Linked DNA regions of Gossypium hirsutum: regions 1 and 3 are each linked to region 2. A link is a contact called in public Hi-C data. All regions are on one chromosome and are shown on one strand. The core of a region is the stretch at or near the end of the contact, and the rest is flanking DNA. Distances in the headings are between cores, read along the strand shown. Region 1 holds the start of LOC121231825 (calmodulin-like protein 3). Region 2 has its middle 15 kb from the start of LOC121231824. Region 3 holds the start of LOC107955366 (transmembrane 9 superfamily member 12).

Region 1 (3,983 bases), core at 1,126-3,625, 190 kb after region 2:
CCTTTATTTTTGTTGTTTTTACTTTCTTTGCGCATTAAGTAGAATGTTCCTATTTCTGGTTTTCATGTTTTTGGCTTGGTGCTAATTGTTTGGCATGGACAATTTCAGCTTTATTATATAGAGGGCAGATATTTTTAGATAATTTAAAATTATAGAATATGCTGTGGGGTGGGTGAAATTTTCCCTCATTGAGATTAATGGCTGTGATTGAATTTTTTCGGTGACCAATTATTTTCTAGAATTGAACATAATTCCTGCGTAAAGCTTGTTTTATAATATATGAAGTATCAATGCTGCGGACCCCATTGGTTAAAGCTGGGGATAGATGATAATTTTGGTGTTACAACTTCTGCTTTTGTTCCTTTGAATTGGTCATCACTGAAAATGCCCCTGGAAGCTTTCTAATTTATAGATGTGTATAAATGAAAATAAATTCTCCTATGTATTGGACTAGGATATTTGATGTCATGCAATACGCTGCTTCTTGTTGAACTAGCTTCAGGAAGAGTATAAGTGCGCTGAGTGTATCATTAACACGCTTTCTGCAGAGTCACATTATAAGCTTTCTTTGGGAACTTAGGTGTTCTTCTCTGATAAGGTGAAGGATGATTCTTTGATTGTAAGAGTAGGGACCTTTTCTTTTCTTCTCTTGTTAGCCGAATGTAATTATTTGCTTGTGGTTGTTAAATATCTATATACTTGCATAACAGTATAACATTCCTCCGTTATTCACTGCTGCTGCTGGCAATGATTGGCTTTTTTTTTGAGTTTTTAGGGTGATAAGGACAAGAAAATTGAAGAACTCACGATGGAGTTAGCGCATCAAGAGCAATTATGTTCAGCTTATCGAGAAAAGTTGTTTGCGTTCATTAACAACGTTGAGAAGCAAACAGAAGAACTATCTTCAAAGATTGAAGTTATAGTAGACAATGTTAGGAAACTCGAAGCTCAAAGGCAGAGATTTACGCACCGTAGCGCAGGTAGCCTTGGTATTTAACTTGACCAATTAATGCTATGATTAGATTTGTATATTTGGTTTCTTGGAAGCTTTTAATCATGTACAAAATTCTTTAGGATCATTTTGTTTTAGTCAAGATGCTTAACATTTGACATTGTGCAATCAAACTAAAAAGCATCTTGTTAGATGAAATTGGAGCTTCATGATTCTCTTGTGGATTGATTTTGCTAGTAAAAAGGTGGAAAATAGAAATAGTTTTGTAATTTTGAACAATTTAGTTGTATGATTAGAAATTAGATACATTAATGTCAAACCAACATCTCTTAATATTTTCTATGCGTACATATATGCACACAGACATATATATATGTATTTTGACTATTAACTTGAACTTAAGGCAGCAAAGCTACCACCTTTCATCATCTGCTGGAACTCCTCGAAATTAACCCTACCATCTCCATCTGCATCTACTTTTGTTATCATATTCTTGCAATCCTCAATAGTTCTTCCCTGCTTCAACCCTAATGATGATAGAACCGACCTCAACTCCTCAAATGTGATGAATCCATCTCCGTTTTGATCGAAGACATTAAATGCTTCCATCATTTCTTCTTCTTCGTTCCTCTCATTCACCATCATTTGATACAATTCACCAAATTCATCGATATCTACAGAACCATCTCCGTTCACATCAATGTTATCAATGATTTGGTTTATTTCTTTATCGGAAAGAAAAATACTGAACTCCTCGAGTGAATCGCTAAGCTCTTTCTTTGTGATCTTGCCATCTCCATTCTTATCAAACATTTGGAACACCTTGCGAAGCTCAACTAGATCCATTTCTTTTATCAAACAAAACTAAACCCAAACCAAAATACACCACCTTAGAGCAAAAATGATAAGAGAGATGAAAATTGGACTATTGAGAGAGATGGGAAAGGTAATTAACAAGGAAAATCAATGGAGAATTAGTGTTGATTGTTGTTTACAATTGTGAAGAAAGAAGAGAGGGATGTAAAGGATGCACACTAAAACAAGCCTAACGAAATCAGTTGTTAATAAATAACAAGGTGAGAGGTTTTCCTTTTGTGGATGTGAAAAGCTTTTTAAGTTTAAAAAAAAAAGTGATAGAATTGGGCTAAAATTAGGCATCTGTTCGGTCATTTTAGATTAGTTCAAGAATTGGACCGTTAATAAATGGAGGCAAAAATGCTGAACACTTGGAGACTTGCCATGATGTCATTGCCAACCAAGGTAACATTGAATGGATTGAGGTTCTACTTACACATAATGTTTTCAATCACCTTACATAAAATCTATATACTTCATTGAGTTATATTAATAATCTTTTTATTTAAAAATAATGGTAAAAATATAGATTTAAACCCACACCAATTAGGTTGATAAAATCTTAAAACTTACCATTTAACCAAAATTTCATTTTAATATATTTTATAAATTTTTATTTTAATATACATAATTTACTATCACCATTAATTGTATATATTAATAATATTATTTATTAAGTTAATGTCACATATCAACTTGACACTAACTCACAATTAATGATAACATCACAATAAATAATTGTAATATATTTAGTACTGTTATTTTATTTTATTCACAAATTAATCTAAATATTATACATTAATTAATTTCAATATTTCTAGAATGAATTAAATATTTTATTCAAATCCGATTCAAATTAAATTGATTTTATTCTAGCTTTGTGTAATACATCCTTTTACCTTACTTTTTAACCTCTTTTTTTTTTACAATTAGTTTAATTTAAGAACAATCATATTTAAAATATCTATTACAACATTTTTTTCTTGAAAATAAAAATATTAATTAAAACTGAAAAGAGAATAATTAATATTAACAAAAATAAAAATAAAAATACATCATATTCATCCATCATTTTTTGCTAGTTCTATTTAATTTAGAGATCAGAAAGCGGAAAAAGAAAAAGAGCAGATTGTTAGCAATATGATTTCCAGTTCTCACCCATTTAATTTCACTAATTGAATTTGACCATAATCGGTTCTAAAGATGAGTTTAAATATGTAAATTAGTATAAAAACATAACAACAAAATTAGATACTTAAGTAGCAACACTGTAATGTAAACACACCACCCCAAGCACCCATCCAAATCCGCCCTAAATCCCATTCCTTCTAATGCTTTGGGTTTTCCATACATCATGTAAAGATCCATCTTTATATCACAATTCTTCTGCTGCTTCCTCCCATGCCTCTTCTCTTCTACCCAATGTTTTAATTTCAATTTGATTATTACCTTGTCTGGATATTTCCGGAGTAATGTTTACAATCCATATTGATAAGGAAAGAGCCCCAAATTACGGCACTTTGAACAACCCATCGCTATCCTTCCAACCCAAAATTTCTATGACCCGATCAGACGTAGCTAACAAACAATGATACTGCTAATCTAAAATAAAGATTCAAATCTAGAGTCTATTAGAAAAACAAGTTTTTATGGTGTATATCAACTAAATCGTGCTCATCAAGGGTACTTGATTCTCATAATTTACACGCTATTATGTTACAGGTTATGAACAATCACGCTTACCAGATCTCACTACTAGGCTTTTAGAAATGAAAACAGCTGTTCATGTTTAAATAACGCAAGGGAAAAAGAGAGAGAAATGTATTCCAACCATGTGCCCAATAAGATCAGTTAAAAAGGGATCAAATTGGGCGAGTAAGTCGGAAATCAAATGGAATTTGATGATATAGCAAACGAAGAAATTGCCTCAAAATAAATTCGTCTTTACGACGGTTTTGGGACAGAGTGCGTTTGCATTGATTTTTTTTCTCCATTTTTGAAAAAAATATAAAGGTGAATATACCAGTAGTAAAAGGGCCTGAAAAATCAGGGAAAATATATCAGATTCAGGCGAGTGATACTGGCTGAGAATTTAGATATCGCAAGAAATTTCAATTATTTGATTGAGTGGGTCGCCTCCATCTACACCCAATCAAGAAGCTGACTTGCTTTATCA
Region 2 (3,546 bases), core at 900-3,399:
TATGTTAGCATGAAGTATGCAAGGCATGTCGCGTGTCACTGTCTAATTATTATACCAATTAACTATTTGTAACAGTATAAATAAATAAAAATTTTAACATAAAAGACCAATTATTTAAGATACAAAGTTTAACTTACCTAATTTTTAATAGAATAAGCAGGACTTGTACATGACTTCTATATTACTTTCATCATGGTTCCAAAAAAAAAGAAGGTAGGGAGGGCTATTCAATTCCCTGAAGGTATGGGTTTCTGAGATATTTAGCTTTGGTCTTGCTTGCTCTTTTGGGAACACAAATGTGGCCACTTTTGCATTACTCTTATACTTTATGCTTCAAAGTTCTACACGCAAAGTATTTCTCCAATGGTAATATCCTCTAGGGTAGAAATGTTGACAATTTGTCCCATGTGTGGAATATTGTATATACAGCTCTGAAACAAATTATATTGGATTTTAATTTGAGAACTGATAATGTGCATCATTAGTATATGGAATGTTTTCTTAAGAGGTGTTCAAACAATAAGTTGGGACATTATTTAAATTAAATTATCATTATTTAAATTAATTAAGATATTAAAATCTTTTAATTATTTTTTGAACTGATTTCTTTTTCAAAATTTATTAATCGAATCGAATTAATTTCGACTAATTCAATCAATTAATTAATTTTTTTTTCTTTTTAGTTCAAACAAATTTAAAACATAACCCAAAAAAAAATACAATGACAATATTCTTTTTCTTTTCTTTTAGCTCAAATAAGTTAAAAAACGAAGAAGAGAAAAACAATTAATAACAAAATGAACACACAAAATGAAAAAAAAAATCATTACGTACAAAAACAAAACGGGTGTAGGTTCTAGAATTTTAGTTTTTTTTTTTCGTTTGGTTTGGTTTCTATTTTAATTTTATTTTGGGTAAGCTACATTTAATATCACTAAATTATTAGTATGTTTATATTTAGGTCACTCAACTTCAAAAAGTTACAAAATGATCACTAAATTATTCAAAGCTTTTCACTTAAGTGACCGAACTATTTAAAAGTTTTTATTTAAGTCACTAATCTATTAAGTTTTTTTGAAAAATAGTCTGGCTGGCGGACTCCAAGCAATAGTTCGATGATCAGTACAGTGAATCAGTACCTATCGATGAGTAGAAGAACATATCTTAGATCCAAGTCGATCTGACAGTTAGTGTTAAAGATCAAAGAAGAAAGTTGTTTGGATTTTAGTTTGTAAATTTGTGATGTTGAAAGTTGTTTCATAAAAAAAATGAATTATAGAAAAGAAGGAGAATGGGAGCTTTTGATTGGTGCAGGTGATACAAACATAGAAGGCCATATATTAATGATTTTGACAATTCAATGACTTAAATAAAAATTTTAGAATAGTTTAGTGATCATTTTATAAATTTTTGAAGTTGAATGATCAAAATATAAACTTACTAATAGTTTAGTGACTTTGAGTGTAATTTACCTTTTTATTTTTCAAAATATATTTTTCTTTAATCCATTATATCAATAGTTATACGTCCATCTTGTTTATATACACGGGCTTATGGATATATGATATATATTGGGCTTATACAATATTCTGGGCTTATATATATTAAATTTAAGTTAATTTCTTGTTTTTGAATGGAAGTAATAGATAGCCAAACTTTCACAAAACTTTAGCCCTATTTTTTATCTAATTAATTTCAGTGACAAACTGATTAATCAAACTAATTTAATTTGGTTGATTAATTTAGTTTTAACTGAATCATGCACATCCTTAATCACCATAGTCCATTCTCTAGAAGCGGGACTTTGTTGTTAAATGCAAAGGTTTCTGAATTTATCCAAGAAGACAAAGCTAAATACAATCAGAATTAGTGTTTTTAAAATTAAATCAGATCGATTGGTTGAATAAAAAATCGATAGGTTCATTAATCTAGAACAAGATAAATATTTCATTAACTTGTGATAGGATATGAATTGATTGAATCAAATTTTATAAGTTTATAACATTTTTTTTAATTGGATGAGAGGAAACTTTGGGCCGAGTCTCTAAAAGAGGAGCTAAATGGAATCATGAAGGTGGCTATAGCCATTACTAGATTGGATGATAGGGTGGTTTGGATAGGACTCATTTACCAAGTGGAGTCTAAATTGGCTCATAACTTGCTGGGCTTGGTTTTGAGCTGCATAGAGTTATGGGATTGGACTCAATTGCCCGGTACAGCACTATATTTCATTGGCGCACTTGATGAAATTTGGGAAGTGAAAAAGGATACATTTTTTATTATTATCAAAGTTAACTACCATAAGATTAGTAGATATTTTGTATTAGAAAATTTCCTTTAAAGGATATTTTTTTTATATTAGGTGATTTAGTTAATTTAAGATTATTTTGTATTATTTTTATAGAAGAGAAGTCAAGATAAATCTTATTGAGGTAATTTTCAGTAATTTTTTTATTGTTTAATAATATTTTCGACATTATCTTAGTTATGAGTAGCTAGTTTTATTTTATTTTCTAACCAAGGGTAAATAGAAACTAGGTTTTATTAGAACTGTGAGATTTAAAGTGTTTCATTGATATTTGATCATTTTATGTTTTATGAAAATGGTAGGACCGTATTTTATTATTGTTTTTTAATACCATTTTAAGAAGGATCTCTTGTTTTTTTTTTAAGATAATAAATAAATAAATAGTATATTTAGATCCACAATTATCTCTTTATTTTAATAAATAGAACAAATTATATTGTAAGAATAAGTGATCTAATTTAAATGAATTGTACATTAAATTTGATTAATTAGAGTCAAGTCTTTATCCATAAGGGTAGTGGTGAATTAAATTTTAGGAGCAGTCACTTAGAGTTATTCGACTGACAAGAGTTAATGGTGGAGCTATTTTTGTAATTAATTTACAAATTAAGAAAAGATTGGTGGTTTGAATCCGTCCTATCATCGCTCTAACCATCTTATTTTTGAGTAAAGAAACATTTAGAATTTGTAATCAATTTTGATACCAAAGCTGACATCATACCTGAGGCTAGAAATCTTAATGTATTGATTTATTCTTTATTATTTCGGATTACTGTTAATTACATTTAATTTTCCCTTTTATTTATATTTATTTTATTATTTTTACAAGATCTAAAACCATTCTTTTATTGTAGATTTTTTTCAAGTTGTGGGCACCACTTAACCCTAATCACAACATATTTGAATTTTATTTATCTATGTATGAATTTATTCTATTTTTAAGCATAGGGATTTGAAATTGATAGATTCAAAAAGGTTTAAATATGTTGTAATCTTTTAAAATTTAAAATTTAGTTTCTATAATTTAATTTTGAAACATTGAGTCTTTTTACTTTTTTATTTAAAATCTTGATTCTTTCATCCCATTTTATAGATATGAAGAAGCTAAATTAACTTTTTTAGCCTTATTGATAGTAAGAATCAACAAGGAGAAGAAGGAAATGTGACAGTTCACCCTGGTAGGGCAGAAAGCCGTTGTACCTTGATGGCTAGAATGGTGGTGAGAATGGCTAGGAGGA
Region 3 (4,125 bases), core at 1,026-3,525, 190 kb before region 2:
CACCAAGAACAAGAAGCCAAGATGGATATTTGCGTGCAGGAATCTCCCTTGGAATCTGGTTGGTTCGTACAGGATATTGTATAGCTTCAGCTCTGGTCCCTAAGAATCCTCCCACGAGAGTGAGAGGCACAGAAATGCAGAACCAGAGAGACAAGAGTACAAAATACAGAGAAATGGGAATTGCACCAGTGCTTTTGCTGCCCCACAGAATAAAATTCAATACTGTGAGGATAACAAACACAATTCCAGGAAAGAAGCATGCAACCGACCAGGAAATGGACCTCCATCCTTCCGAAGTTCCCTTGAGAGTTCTCCAGAGTCGTACAGCAGCATACCCAGCAGCAATACCCAAGAAAAGATAAAGAATAATCATCCCTGTCAGTAGCATTCCTCGTGAGGCAGGTGACATGAAACCAAAAGCAGCAAAAACTATAGTGACTGCTGCCATTCCTGTAATCTGAACTCCATCTCCAATCATCACACAGAGAAGCTTCGCACAATCTGGTTCCCTAAAAACATCACCAACAACAAGCTTCCATCCAGAAAGCTCCTCATTCATTTGTGCTTGAGCTTCTTTGTCCAATTCCTCATACCTTGTCAAATCCCTCCTCACAGTCCTTAAGAATATGACAAACACAATACCAGCTAAGAAAGTGATCACCATCAATGAATTTAGAATTGAAAACCAGTGCACACGTGCTCCTTCCATCTTCAAGTAAGTATCCCACCGAGACGGCCATCTAATATCACTTTTAACAAATTCAACCTCATAAGTAAAAGAGATCCTCTCTCGTTCCCTTATTATCTGTGACTTGTCTAGCTCCAAGGGGCAGTTCACAGGAGAGATACTATCATACATGTGAAGCTTAGTCATGACTTCTGGATCGTACTTAACACTGCATGGAGTCACTTCAAAACCAACAATCTCATAACCAGATGCCTTCTTCTTATCAGCTTCGGAGATGACACCCATCCCTTCTTCCCCAGTTCCAATTATCTGCACACCACTTCCCTCATACTCATGAACCAAGACCTTGAACTTGAGATGATTGATAATGTAATCATCATTACTATTTGGTGGAGTAAACCCAACTGGGAATCCAGTCCACTGAATACTAACCCCATTTTGTTTTGCAATCCTCATAACCGGCAAATTGTCTAGAATCATATTCACTTGATATAAATCACGAGTCCTCTGTTTCAAAAGCTTAACTTCATGCTCATTCAAGGGGCTGGTAGTACAAACATAGAGGGACTCGTTCACATTCATTTTAAACCGATAAGGGGAGTTATCAATCTGATCTCCCATGAGAAGCTCACCTAGATTCTCGGCACTTTTCTTTATTCCACCGAGAGGTTCGCAATAAGGGAGACTGTAATAACTAAAGGGAAGCTCGGTTTCAATGGAAGTCAATGAATTAACTTTGGCAACTATCGTATCCGAAGTTGAATACGTGTGCATGTAACTTCCAGGCAGATAAAACCCATGACAAGAATGGGCAAATAGAACCACTAACAGAAAAACCGAGCAGATTCCGGGCATCTTCCTTTCCGAGAAAGCCATGATAATAGCAGATCTTGCAATATACGGTTCGAATCTAAGCTACTATAGACTGAGCATTCAGTATAAGGAGGAAAAATCTACAGACAAACAGGTTTTCAACAATCAGTTTCCACGCAAATTTAACTCAACATTAACTAGCGCAACAAAAGCATTAAAACGATACTGAGATTCCTAAGTACCAAAAAATTTAAAAAAAAAAAACAATTTCATTGCATTAGCTTTGAAAGCAGTAGATCCATATACCAAAATGCAAAAAGCATCATTTTTTTCCTTAAACAACGAAAAGTATTAAACGTTCATATCAATAAAAAAAATCACAAAACAGATCAAAGTACTGAACAAAAGAAGGATTATAAGATTAGATCTAGAACCAAAAACCCATTTAAGTAAAAGGCAGAGAGACAAGAATAGGATAAAGAACCTGAGACAGGTCTAGGGTTCCAGTTGAAAGTGATTCGGCTCTTTGGGAACAGAAAACGCGTAAGAACGAAGCTTCTGCTTCTCTTTGATATATATTTTTTTCCACTTTGTTTCAGTGGTTTAACTTTAAAGCTAGTAGGAATGAAGCGAATATATTGAAGAGAGCAAAACGGAGGAGAATGGGTAATTTATAAAATTATAATAAAATATGGGTCACAAATCTACCAACATGGGAAGTTTTAATAAATCTTGAATTTATAAATTATGAAATAAGAATTGACAGAACTCTTGTGTGGGGCGGCCTCCAAAACTTAATAGGTTAAATTCTGTTTTTAGTCTCTGTATTTTACAAAAAGTTATAGATTTAGTCCTGTATTTTTTGAATTTTAAAAATTCAATTATCACCAAACTATAGCTAATAGATTCATAAAGTTAAATTCTATTGTTTATAAAATCTAATGTGACAAATTTATTATCATGTGTGTAATGTCATATCAGTTTGTTTTTTTTACATATTACTCATCAAATATTCAGTCAATGGATTATCAACTGTTATTTGTGTAAAAATTGAAACTTCAAGAGTTGAAAACTATAGGGATTTAGAATGATCCAGTTGGAGAATATGGGCTGTACCTATGATTATACGCATAGTAGAAGACTAGTAATTTAACTTACTCAAACGGATTTAACTGCTAGGACTAAAATTTCAAAAGCCAAAAAGTACGGGATTAAAATTGATCAACTTGAAAAGATAGAGGACTACAATTGATCAAATTAAAATATAAAAACTAAATTCATAATTTTTACAAAGTATAGGGACTAAGAACAACATTTAAACCAAATATATATATATTTTCACCGCTCCCATCTTAATTCGGCTAGATCCGCTGGGTTGAATTTTAACGGAGGTGAGATTTTGTTTCTATCAAATTTTGAGATAAATTCCATCTATGATCATTTAACTATTAATAAATTTATATTTTAATCATTTTATTATGGAAAGATTATAACTATTTAAAATTCATCATTTAAGTCACCTCTGATGACTTGCTAATAAATAAAGTAGTCATTATTCCCCAAATATATCATTAGTTACCCAATTATTAATGATACTTACGAATTTAATATCTAAATTACTTAAATTATAACTAAAATATCAATTTAATATTTTAAGATTCTTTTAAGAAATAAAATCAAAACAAATCCCAAAAAATATATAAGAATATAAAAAATTCTTAAAAATCTAAACATTCACAATTTATTTTTTAAAACTATAAAAATATTATTTTAAAAAAAATATATTTATATAAAATTTCAAAAAAGTAAAATTCTAAAATATAAAAAAACTACATAAATTTTCAAAAATCTAAAAAATTGATTTTTTTTTGTATTAACAGCTACAATTTACTCCACCAATCAGCGATGTTTGTAAACTCTTATCATTCTCTCTTTAGTATTTAGGGACTTTTGGATATTACTCATTTGAACTACTATTTTAATTTTATGCCTCGAAATAAATTTTAAATCAAAAACTAAAACAAATGAATGCTTTGAAATAATTTCTCAGAAAAATAATATTTTGAAGAGAATAATAAATATAAACAAGCATCTTAAGCTTAGCTAAACTTTTCTGCCATAAGAATGATTGCAGTGGATATGTGCATGAAGTGTCAAACGGAAAAAACTTTGAAAAACTATAATTGATTGCACCCATGTTGAGATGCTTTCTAAAAAAAGACAAACAAAAACTCACAAGTGTATAAATTTTGATTTTAATTTTGATTTAAACAAAAACAAGTACAGGAAGTGTTTTTTAAAAATGAATAGATATTTCATTCAGCATATTAACAAAATCATGGGTGGATATGGGGACCTTTAGGCCTTTTAGGCTGTAGGATTAATTTTGGGCCAACTCAGGGGTAGACCCAAAGCCACCCCCACCAAGGCACCAATTGCACAATTTATTATGTGGAATAAAATGGAATTCTTTCATCTTCTACATCAACAACCAACCTGCGACTTGCTTCTTCGCAACGATTCACGGTCTTCTCTCTCTGCTCCACCAATTCAGCTGGGCTTTTTCGAGTTTGGAGATAGCTCCTGAAACATGGAACCAAAGATGGAAGATACTTGCCCAATAA

Evidence for each region. A called contact is a pair of places that touch in the nucleus more often than the background predicts.
Region 1: a contact with region 2 is called in a Hi-C map of leaf, with 2.3 times the contacts expected there. The contact joins the promoter of LOC121231825 here to the enhancer-like site in region 2. A contact is called at or near these places in 2 of 34 Hi-C or Micro-C datasets (hypocotyl and leaf).
Region 3: a Hi-C map of leaf shows a contact between it and region 2, with 4 times the contacts expected there. The contact joins the promoter of LOC107955366 here to the enhancer-like site in region 2. A contact is called at or near these places in 2 of 34 Hi-C or Micro-C datasets (both in leaf).

The regions. Positions count from the first base shown.
Region 1 is chrA07:92,951,280-92,955,262 of Gossypium_hirsutum_v2.1, forward strand. It overlaps LOC121231825 (calmodulin-like protein 3), which reads right to left and starts at 2,376. Exons shown (of 1, transcript XM_041116640.1): 1 at 1,194-2,376. The coding sequence starts at 1,798. The coding sequence ends at 1,340. LOC107954976 (protein FAR1-RELATED SEQUENCE 5) reads left to right here. Exons shown (of 3, transcript XM_016890669.2): 3 at 776-1,271. The coding sequence ends at 997.
Region 2 is chrA07:92,760,227-92,763,772 of Gossypium_hirsutum_v2.1, forward strand. No RefSeq gene overlaps it. Among protein-coding and RNA genes, the nearest start is that of LOC121231824, 15 kb to the right of the region's middle. Within about 2 kb of position 2,150, at least 3 of the 9 cell types and tissues checked have an H3K27ac peak or open chromatin away from gene starts, as enhancers often do. A contact at or near this core is called in hypocotyl and leaf, where this site is marked.
Region 3 is chrA07:92,569,488-92,573,612 of Gossypium_hirsutum_v2.1, forward strand. LOC107955366 (transmembrane 9 superfamily member 12) reads right to left here and starts at 2,276. Exons shown (of 2, transcript XM_016891135.2): 1 at 1,986-2,276; 2 at 1-1,641. The coding sequence starts at 1,564. It overlaps LOC107955368, which reads left to right and starts at 3,903. Exons shown (of 6, transcript XM_016891140.2): 1 at 3,903-4,125. The coding sequence starts at 4,092.